2 separate regions of the Sus scrofa genome follow, and region 2 is linked to region 1. Evidence: chromatin contacts called from public Hi-C data. All regions are on one chromosome and are shown on one strand. The core of a region is the stretch at or near the end of the contact, and the rest is flanking DNA. Distances in the headings are between cores, read along the strand shown.

Region 1 (4,969 bases), core at 958-3,457:
ATCCATGAGGTCATCATAAAGTTTGTACGTTTGTCGTGTGAATGCATGAAAAGATGGGAGAAGGCAGGGCAGATCCCAGCTGATAGACAACCAAATTCATGAACCAGAAGGCTCAGCCCAAAGAGGGAGGAGTGAGACGTGAACAGCCTCTGGCTTGAGGTGGGAAGCAGGTAGGGATGAGAGAGGAGGGTCCCGGGTGTTAGCAGCCAGTTCTGGTGGGAGAGCCTTCCACCAGCTGGCCAGTGGGAATAGTGTGAAGATACAGGGAGGAGACCGGCCCCACCTGCTGATGGGGCTGGGTAACACAGCTGCCTGATTCCACCTGGATCGCAATAGACTGGCTAACTGTGGGTCTTTCCTGGGTTGCCGCCGCGTGGGGTTGGTGAGATCGGGGCTCGAAGGATGAAGCCTGGAGCATTAAATCTGAGTCTCTCCTAATTTTTCAAACCTACATTTTACGTGATGAGGTACGTGTCGGACCATCTTGTCTTTGTGAATTGTTATTCTGAGGTATTTTTGGATATCCTGGAAGGAAGGGAAAAATGTCATTCAGTGTGTACTCCATGCCAGGCGCTGTAGTTATGCTTCCTAGTGTATTGCTCACAACTGCCTCCCGAGGAGGGTGCTGGTCTCACCCTTTTGGATACAAGGAAACTGAGGCTCAAGGAATGTAAGTCATGTCTCCACCGTCGCACTGCTAATTAGCGGGCTAGCTGGAATCTGAACCCAAGTCTGTATGAAGACCCTGTCCATAGCCTTTAAAAACAAATTGTATTGTATTTTTTATTACTTAAGTCATGCATAGTCATTGTCCAAAAGTGAGAAAGTACTGATAGGTGAAAGATAAAAATTACCCATAAATTTTTACCATTCAAATAACAGTTTTTATCACATTGCTATGTCATTTCAGACTTTTCCCCCATGTATATATTTGTAAACTGCTTTTCTATTTAACAATATATGATGAATATCAGTCTATAGCTGTGTTTCTGTATCATTTAAAAAGACCACATAGTATTTCATTATATGAATGTGTCATTTATTTAATCAATCATTTGTTGTTAAATGTTTAGCTTATATCTAGTTTTTTACTGCTTAAAAAATGTGTTAAAAAATCCCATGATAAATATTCTTGCAGCTTAAACTTTGTGTATATCTTTACTTACTTAGGATCAATTCCTAGAAATGGAATTGATGATTTAGAGTGCATTTGGGGAGTTCCTGCTGTGGTACAGTGGGTTAATGACCTGGCCGTATCTCTGAGGTGACATGGGTTTGATCCCCAGCCCAATGCAATGGATTAAGGATCTGGTGTTGCTACAGCTGGGGTGTAGGTTGCAGCTGCAGCTGGGATTTGATCCCTAGCCCAGGAACTTCCATCTGCCATGGGTGCAACTAAAACAGAAAAAAGAAGTGCATTTGGGTTTTCAAGATATTTCAGTGTACTCCCTTGCCAAATTATCCTCCAGGAAAGCCGTAAAAATTCAAATTCCCACCAGCAGTGAGTGAACCTTCCCGTTTCCCTGTTCCCTCAAGGAGTGAATAAAAAGATCTTTACCCAACACAAAATACCATATTCTTTCAATTCCCCCTTCTTGCTTCTTGATTTAGTTCAAGTGATGCTCTGTATTATAAAGTTTTAATAAGTTAGTTACCCAAGAATACAGTCTGAGTGGGGCGGGGTCACAGTGACCAGAGAGCTGAGTGGGAGGGGGACGTATGGGTCTGAGTTTGGTTAGGCAGTGGGATGGGTTGGTTGGAGAGGACCTGGGTAATTATTCTCACCCACAGGGTGTTGGCTGGTGGTTAGTGTCTGGCCCAGCTGGGGAAGGGTGAGTCTTGCCCAGGGGTGCTTGCTCCCCAGGGAGTGTGGTGGGCAGTCCAGATAACAGAGCAGGTCACAAAAGTCCACCCAGACAAAGGAGGTCTATGGGCAGACAGACAGTAGGGAGTACAGACATGCCCTCCTGGGGCTGGCACCTTTAGGATCAGCAGGGAGAAGCAGAGTTTCAAGCTAGGAAAGAGTGGTCATTGGTATGACCTACCCAATGAGCCCAAATGGCCTGGCTGCCAAAGGGTCCCACCCATTTGTCATCCACCCCTTTGGTGAATTCTCCATGATCCTGTGGGCTTTTAGGCTTGGGCATCTATTGTGTGAGGTCTCCCGCAGCACATCTGTGACTCAGGGGAGACTCTGCTCATGAGATTGAAGGAATTTATTATGTAACTTGCTACATCACGTTTGCAGGGGTGGAATGCTCCTTTTGGCAATAACAAGCTCCTGCTTTTGCTGAAAGCAGACCTAGTGGGAAAACCCACTCCTGCATGCAAAGTTGTGTGATAAACCTGAAATATGAATGAGGAAAAATAGATACATGAACTGTCTAATGACATCCGGATAAGACCTCAATTATTTATCATATAGCAGGGCCAGTGCTGCCCATGGGGCTGTAGATACTACAAATTGTTTGGCTCAATCTTCTCCATAGGTAGCGTCCCTTGGTTTGACTTTTGACCTTCTCTCTCGCTCTTTTTTTTTTTTTTTTTTTCAATTAATAAGGTTGGCTGGCTCCCCTGTGTCTCCCAGTATGACTCAGCTTCCTTTGGAAGTCATGGGGGTTTTCGGCCTCTCCTGCCTGGGAGCCCATGTACGTCCTTTAGGTGACGGTGCATATTTCCGTTCTGACCCACTGATTGGGCCACTGTGCTCATCTCCTGCCCAGCTGAAGGCCTTGGGGTTGACCCTAGGCCTTTGGGCTCTAGGATGAGGTCTGATAAGAGCAATGACCTGGTGCTGGAGCACCCTGGGGATTGTGCAGGAAACTTCAGCAGAGGGCAGGCACAGGGTCAGATAGGGCACCTGCTGAGCTGTGACCTGCCAGGAGCACCTTCCCTGGAATTGGGGGCTGCCCTCCAAGTGGGCTCAGCAGGCTGGCCTACTTGCTCCCCCAAGCCCCAGCTGACCACACCAGGCTTCCTCGATGACTAAATCACCTACCTCAGTGTGGGAGAGGAGAAGTGGTCCCACTGTGGGAATGAGAGGGCTTTAAAGGCAGAGACCTCATAAAAGTGAGGCTCATTAGCCAAGCAGTGCCTCAACTTGGCCTGTCTACACTTGCCCTACTACACTGAGGTTCAGCACTTAAGCCAAGTAGGGACCTGGCTGTGTGCTGTCAATTATTTATTTACCCATCCTCTACCTTGCTATAGAGCACACAAAGGCAGCTCACTTACAGAGATACACTCAAGATAACAAGATAAAGTACATCTCAAGTGAAACAGTGCAGCAAAGAAAAGATCCAGGTAGGAAAGGAGAAGGGATCAGTGGCAGGTAAGCGCACGTATCACAGATGTTGCCAGGTCCTTTATACATGCACCTGGGGAGCCACAGCCTTGGGTCAGGGTTTCTAGTAATCAAGGGAAAAGGGGGCATACCAACCCTATTCTTCAAAGCCTGGCCCCAATGTCTCACCTCCTCTATGAAGTCTTTATTGAATATATATGGGGTGAGACCCATTCTTTTGGATGTTAACATAACTCCTCTCAAAACTTGAGTTCACTCAAAGCAAAGACCACATATGTGTCTCATTTCACTTTGGGAAGTCTGAGAATTGGGATATGTGATTTGGGAATCAGAACTGGGTTCCATCTGGGTTCTGAACATGAGCTGTGTGACCTTGGTAAGCTGTTGGACCTCTCTGAGCTTTAGGAGGTTGCTGAGAAGATTAAAGGGGGGGGGTGTTTTGGTTCTGATTTTTATGGATGAAGAACCCAGCTCTTGGAAAAGCATTCCTTTCCTAGTTCTCTACTAGCTGTATATGTGGCAGATTCATGTTTTTCCTGATTGCATTGACTCTAGGCAAAAGAGGCTCAGAAAATTTCAACCACGTGTCGGAAATCCTATAGCCAGTTGCAAGGACTTAAACCTGGATCTTTTTCATAGTTCTTGCTCTTTCTATGATATACACTGTCTCTCCCTAACACCCTCACTTCAGCTGTCTTCCAGAGAAGTTTTCTTTTACAAAGGGTCCCAAGTTAGCAGAAATGTCATTGGGTTAAGAAGACAAGTGACTGCTTGTCCTGGGGGTGGTTCTGACCTTTGCTTCATGCCTCCATTTCTGGACTGTTTTGAGCCTTGGAAATTTAAGGAGGGTATACAGTGGAAAGCCGTGCCACCAGGGCTTCTAACTGCCGAAATCCATTAAGAGAAGTCTTTTTGTGTGTGTGTGTTCTTAGGGTGGCACCCGTGGCATATGGAGGTTCCCAGGCTAGGGGTCTAATGGGAACTGTTGCTTCTGGCCTAAACCAGAGCCACAGCAATGCCAGATCCGAGCTGCGTCTGTGACCTACACCACAGCTCATGGAAACGCCAGATCCTTAACCCACTAGGTGAGGCCAAGGATCGAACCCACAACCTCGTGGTTCCTAGTTGGATTTGTTTCCGCTGTGCCACGATGGGAACTCCAAGAGAAGTCTTGGACTGAAACCTCTGAGTGCACACAAGGGTCCCTGGAGCTCCTGTTGTGGCTCAATGGGTTAAAAACCTGCTAGTATCCATGAGGATGCCGGTTCGATCCCTGGCCTTGCTCAGCAGGTTAAGCATCTGGTGTTGCCACAAAGCTGTGGCGTAGGTCACAGATGTGGCTCAGATCCCAAGCTGCTGTGGCTGTGGTGTAGGCCATTGGCTATGGCTCAGATAATTAGACCACTAGCCTGGGAAACTCCATATGCTGTGGGTGCGGCCTTAAGAAGCAAAAAAAAAAAAAAAAAAAAAAAAAAAAAGAGGATCCTGGGTTTTCTGGACGGCACAGGGTCCCCTTGTTCTTAGGAGAAAACTTAGAAGTAGAAAACCTTTCCATGAGGCATGCTGGGATGAAGTCAAGTGGGAACAGGAGCTAAACCGGGCTCCGGGAGACCTCAGGGTTGTAGAACGTGGGAGAGGAAGTGGGCATCAGACTGCTGGGCTTTG
Region 2 (4,803 bases), core at 1,743-4,242, 1.0 Mb after region 1:
GACATGACCATGGCACTCTTCTCCTAAAGATATCAGCTGCTGCCCCTAAGCTACAAGCGCACTCCTCAGCATGACATGCGAAGTCCTCTGAGGCCTGGGCTCCTCCGCCTCTCTGCACTCTCTGCTCCAACCACGCTGGGACCCAATGTGAGCCGTGGTCCCAATACACCTAGTTCTCCAGCTCCTTTGGTCTTCTTCATGCTCTTCCTTCTGCATGGGACAGTATGGCCCAGTTTGGCACTGGCAAAGTCGTCTCCATTTTCTTAGAACCAGCTCAGGCATAAATCGCCTTGAGCAGCCTCCCCAGGTCTGGGTCAGTCACCCTGTTGGTTGACCTGTGCCCATTCTGAGGCCATGGATGCTGAGAAAGGCAAAGTCACAGCCAAAGTGTGTGGCTAGAGGAAGCAGAGCCAGAGCAAAGGCCCAAATTAAAGTCACAACATAGGAAACATGTATTTATCACTAAATGTTTTCCTTGAAACATTTTACACAGTACCTTCCATGAGCCAAGCACACTTCCAAGTACCTTAATAGCCTAACTCACTGAATGTGTACAACCACTGGATGAAGCTAGTCTACTGTTATCCCATTTCACGTATGGGGAAAACTGAGGCCCAGGGAGGTCAAGTAACGCTTCCAAAGTGACAGAGTTAGTAAATGACAGAGCTCTTGTGAAGGGGAAGGTGGTTCCAGAAATAGGTGAAAAACTTCATTTCGGAAGCAGAAATAATCAAAATCAGGGTATTCAGCAGGGTGAGGGATGGGGCAGACAGGCAACTTGGCTATTCCCCTAGACAGTCATTCAGTTAAAAAATGTTGTGCATCTGCGCCTGGCTTTGTATTACGTTCTAGAGTTTCAGTGGTAAACCGGTTCAGTTCCTGGCCTTATGGTGCTTATAATGCAGTCAAGGAAATAGGCAAATAATCACGCAAATAGGCAAATGAGTATACATTATGGAAAGTGTATACTCATCTAAGAAGTATCACGGGTGGAAAAGTGACATTCATGCTGAGACAAGAGACAAGATAGATGGGCTGCCCAAATGAAGGATGGATGGGCAAGAGCTCCAGACAGAGGGGGAGGCACATGCAAAGTTCCTGCTGCGTGAAGGAGTCTGGACGTTCAAGGACCTGGAAGAAGGCCAGTGGGACAGAGGGGCAAGAAATGAAGCTGGCGAGGCAGGCACAGGCCAGATCATTCAGGACTCTGGGGGCAGAGCATGTGGGAAGAAGACTAATAGGGGGCTGGAAAAGGAAGTCAGAGACAAGTTTTGAATGTCATGCTTAAAAGGGGTACTTCATCTTTGATGCACAAGATGCCTCAGTATCTCGGGAGCCAAGACAGAGCCTTGAGCGTGTCACTTTAGAGATGAGAAATAAAAACAGCCCAGACAGTATAGGTTTGGTGGGGTGGGTATGGGGAGATGTGCAACGTTCAGAAGGTGGGCCAAATGGCCAGCCAAAAGGTTCCAGCCTGGAAAGAGTTAACCCCTTCCTGCCCTTGATATCTTCATCAACCTCAGCACCCTGCAAAATAATAAGCTATCATTTATCAGCGTTCTGCAAGGTAGCATTTAAAACTGAGGCAAGGCAATAAATCAGGCACATATAATTTGAGCCCTGAAGTATAGTAATTTTTCTTTTAATGCAACATCTGGTACAGATAATACAATGTGCGGGGGGGAGGGAGGAAGGGAGCCAGGAATGCGAGGCAGGGCTCTCATTATTGGGCAGGCAGTGCTGGAAGCCTGATTTCCCTCCCATCCTTCCAGCAATGCCGTGGACTTTAAAAAGGAGCCTTATTATTATTCCCTCGGCTGGCCAAAGGGAAATCGAGTTAATTATAGACTTGTTTGCCGGTTATTAATTAAACCCCGGCTAAACATAAAAACACAGGGGAAGTGCCACTTCCCGCTCCGTGCTTCCAGCCTCTCAGAGCTGAGGAGTGACGTCCCTGCCTTCGCAGTCCGATCCGTGTCCTGTTTCCTCTGCGGATTTTCTCAGGAGGGTCCCAGGGCCTTTGCCCTGCATGCAAACAAAACCTTATTTTTAGCTAAGAAGGAACACAAAATTGAAAGCTCTGGAACAGCAGGCAGACAATAGGAGGAAGCTTGCAGACACTGACTGGTCATGACACCCAGGGTTTGGGGCAGCCACACCCACCTGCATCCTGCAGTTCCCAGGCTCACCAGCATCCCTGGTCCTTGGTCGGATGCTCCAGCTTCTCCTGCACACTTGCTATGGGGCAGCTCTATGTGGTGACTAGAAGAACAGGCTTTGTGGCATAAAACCAGAGCTCCAAACTTGCCTCCGCTCACTAGCTCCTTGACCTTGAGCCCTCTCTAAAATGGAAATGCTAACAGCACCCCTTCCCAGGCGTGCTGTGAACTTTAGATGCCATGAAATTTGTCAAGCACTCAGCAGGTGCCTGGCACATGGTTGCTAAGATACATAGTTTCCTTTCCCTCACTCTTCCAGGATGACAGCTTTCATCCCTGGATCTTCCACAAAAATGTCAAATACTAGAAAGCCATGTGACCTTGACATCCCTCAAAACCTTTCTAAGCCTCAATTTTCTCATCTTCAAAATGGGAGCAAGGACAGTGTTTACCAGGGAGGATCCCTGGAAGCATTAAATTAGATAATGGGAGCAACCGAGTGCCTGGCTCTCACCAGATGCTTAGTATATGTTAGTGATGAAATTATCTGAAAACAATCCTATGAATAATTACAGATTAGATTCTCATACCACTATCTGTGGCATAAAAAAGAAGGTGATTGATCAAAGGGAATCACACCAAACTGGTCACATTTCCTACAGGAGCTAAGAAGCTGAATTACCAGATCAAGAGCATTCCACGAACAGTGTTCCAAGTCATCATAAGAGAATTTGCTAGATTCCTTGGCAAAATTTAGCTGGACCATCAACCTAGCCTCCTCAGAATCGTCCAGTGGGCCATGGAGAGCTGTGGCCATCGCTGTCTGATTAGCCTTAACCATGCTATTCCTTGGATGGGAATAGCCAGGCAGAGAGCCCACTGACCACCAGTGATTTCCTTCAAACCAAGATTTCTCAATGCTGCTAGTCACATAGAAAAAAACAGAAAGCATTCCAGTGAAATCTGCCAATGAAACAAAACTTGAGGGAATGATTCATGTGACTTTCAGGCTCCATGTGCCATGGTCTTTGCACTTCTCTGTACTCCCGGCCAAACCAGGGACTGTTGAGTCAGCATGACATCTTCCCAACCCCCACCCACTAGAGCAGGTGTGGGCAACCTGCCCTGGCACTGGCTTTGTGAGCTGGGTTCACAGATATTCATTAGCATACAGCTGAATTCAAACAATGTCTACTTCTCATATTTTTTTATCATTTTAAATGTGTCATTTCCCTTTTCCACCCACCTCCTAGCTGCAATCCTTACACTCAGATTTAAGTTCTAGTTCTGCAGCTAAGATCTCGAGAATATAAATGCTGGAGAGAGCGTGCTAAACCAGACCTATGAACTCTCTGCAGGAGAGAGAGGTGATAAACCCATGATTCCACAAATAGTTGTTTATGTATAATTTTGCTAAGCTGCGAATGCCAAAAGATCAAGTAATAGAGGGAGCAGAGCTGGTGTCTTCCTTGATCTCCTAAAAGCCTTCATGGGTAGCGCACAAGTCATTATGCCCATTTTAAAGATGAAACCAGAGCCAGAGAGCTCATGGGATAGAGCGTGGAGCTGCTGTCAAAGAAAGGAAGAGAAAGGGAAAAGCAGGAGGGAGGGTAAAATATCTGTCAATTTGTAAAGTGCTCTACATGTGAAAAAATGATAACCATCACCCCTGTACTCTGGGAAACCAAGCTTGAAATTGCATCAGAAATGCTAAAAAGAGAAAAATAGCTTACATCAGAGTTTCCACATTTCTTTCCTTTTTCTAGCCCTGGGATGGGATCTCAGAAGAGGGTGTCTCAAGGTAGATGCCTATACCTATATTCCAGCACCTGCCAAATAAAATTCTTCATATATCAGCTGTCATAACTTGGAAAAACCATTCAACCTCTCGAACTATTCACCTCGTCTGCAAGCAGCAGATGATAATATCTACCCCACGGGATTACTGTCCACATTAAATGAAACAGCATATCTACAGCTTGATATATAGTAAGTGCTTCTAAGCAAGCGCTCTCCTTGGCTTCCCTTCCCTTCCTTTCTCTATGGAGAGGTCTTCATTGCACAAGAAGATGAATCAGCATTCTAGAACCCTTGCAGGAGGCTTCTGTCAGAGGCATGCCCTACCCTTGTCAATATGTGGCTTTGGTCTTGGCTCCAGGAACTTAGAATGTAAAAGACATGTAACTGGTACCCTCTCACTTCTAATTTCCCACTGGCTGTTCATTCTTTACCAACTGCATGAAGGGCAGAGGGGTTCTGAGCGAAAGGAAGTGTATGTGTATATATGGGGGGGGGGGTGTTTGTGTGTGGTGGGAGGAGAATGTAGAATGGGAAGCTTCCATGGTTTTCATTTATGGCTCTGAAAGCTTGTGAATAATTCAGTAAGAGAATTATTTCTTCTTTTTCTCTAAGTGTCGAGAAATGCATTTGCATTTCTTTTTTTATTTTACTTTTATTTTTGAGAAAATATTTTTATTATTATTTTTTAACAGTTATTTCCCCAATACAGTTTTTTCTTACTGTACAGCATGGTGACGCAGTTACACATACATGTACACATTCTTTTTTCTCACATTATCATGCTCCATCATAAGTGACTACACATAGTTCCCAGGGCTACCAGCAGGATCTCATTGCTAATCCA

The links. A called contact is a pair of places that touch in the nucleus more often than the background predicts.
Region 2: a Hi-C map of embryonic fibroblasts shows a contact between it and region 1, with 1.8 times the contacts expected there. The contact joins two enhancer-like sites. A contact is called at or near these places in 6 of 47 Hi-C or Micro-C datasets (embryonic fibroblasts, mesenteric adipose tissue, retroperitoneal adipose tissue and 2 more) and 1 of 2 datasets of contacts at active chromatin or transcription factors (skeletal muscle).

The regions. Positions count from the first base shown.
Region 1 is chr6:155,973,799-155,978,767 of Sscrofa11.1, forward strand. No RefSeq gene overlaps it. Among named protein-coding and RNA genes, the nearest start is that of PLPP3, 180 kb to the left of the region's middle. Within about 2 kb of position 2,208, at least 9 of the 83 cell types and tissues checked have an H3K27ac peak or open chromatin away from gene starts, as enhancers often do. A contact at or near this core is called in embryonic fibroblasts, where this site is marked.
Region 2 is chr6:156,981,194-156,985,996 of Sscrofa11.1, forward strand. No RefSeq gene overlaps it. Among named protein-coding and RNA genes, the nearest start is that of USP24, 240 kb to the right of the region's middle. Within about 2 kb of position 2,993, at least 16 of the 83 cell types and tissues checked have an H3K27ac peak or open chromatin away from gene starts, as enhancers often do. A contact at or near this core is called in embryonic fibroblasts, where this site is marked.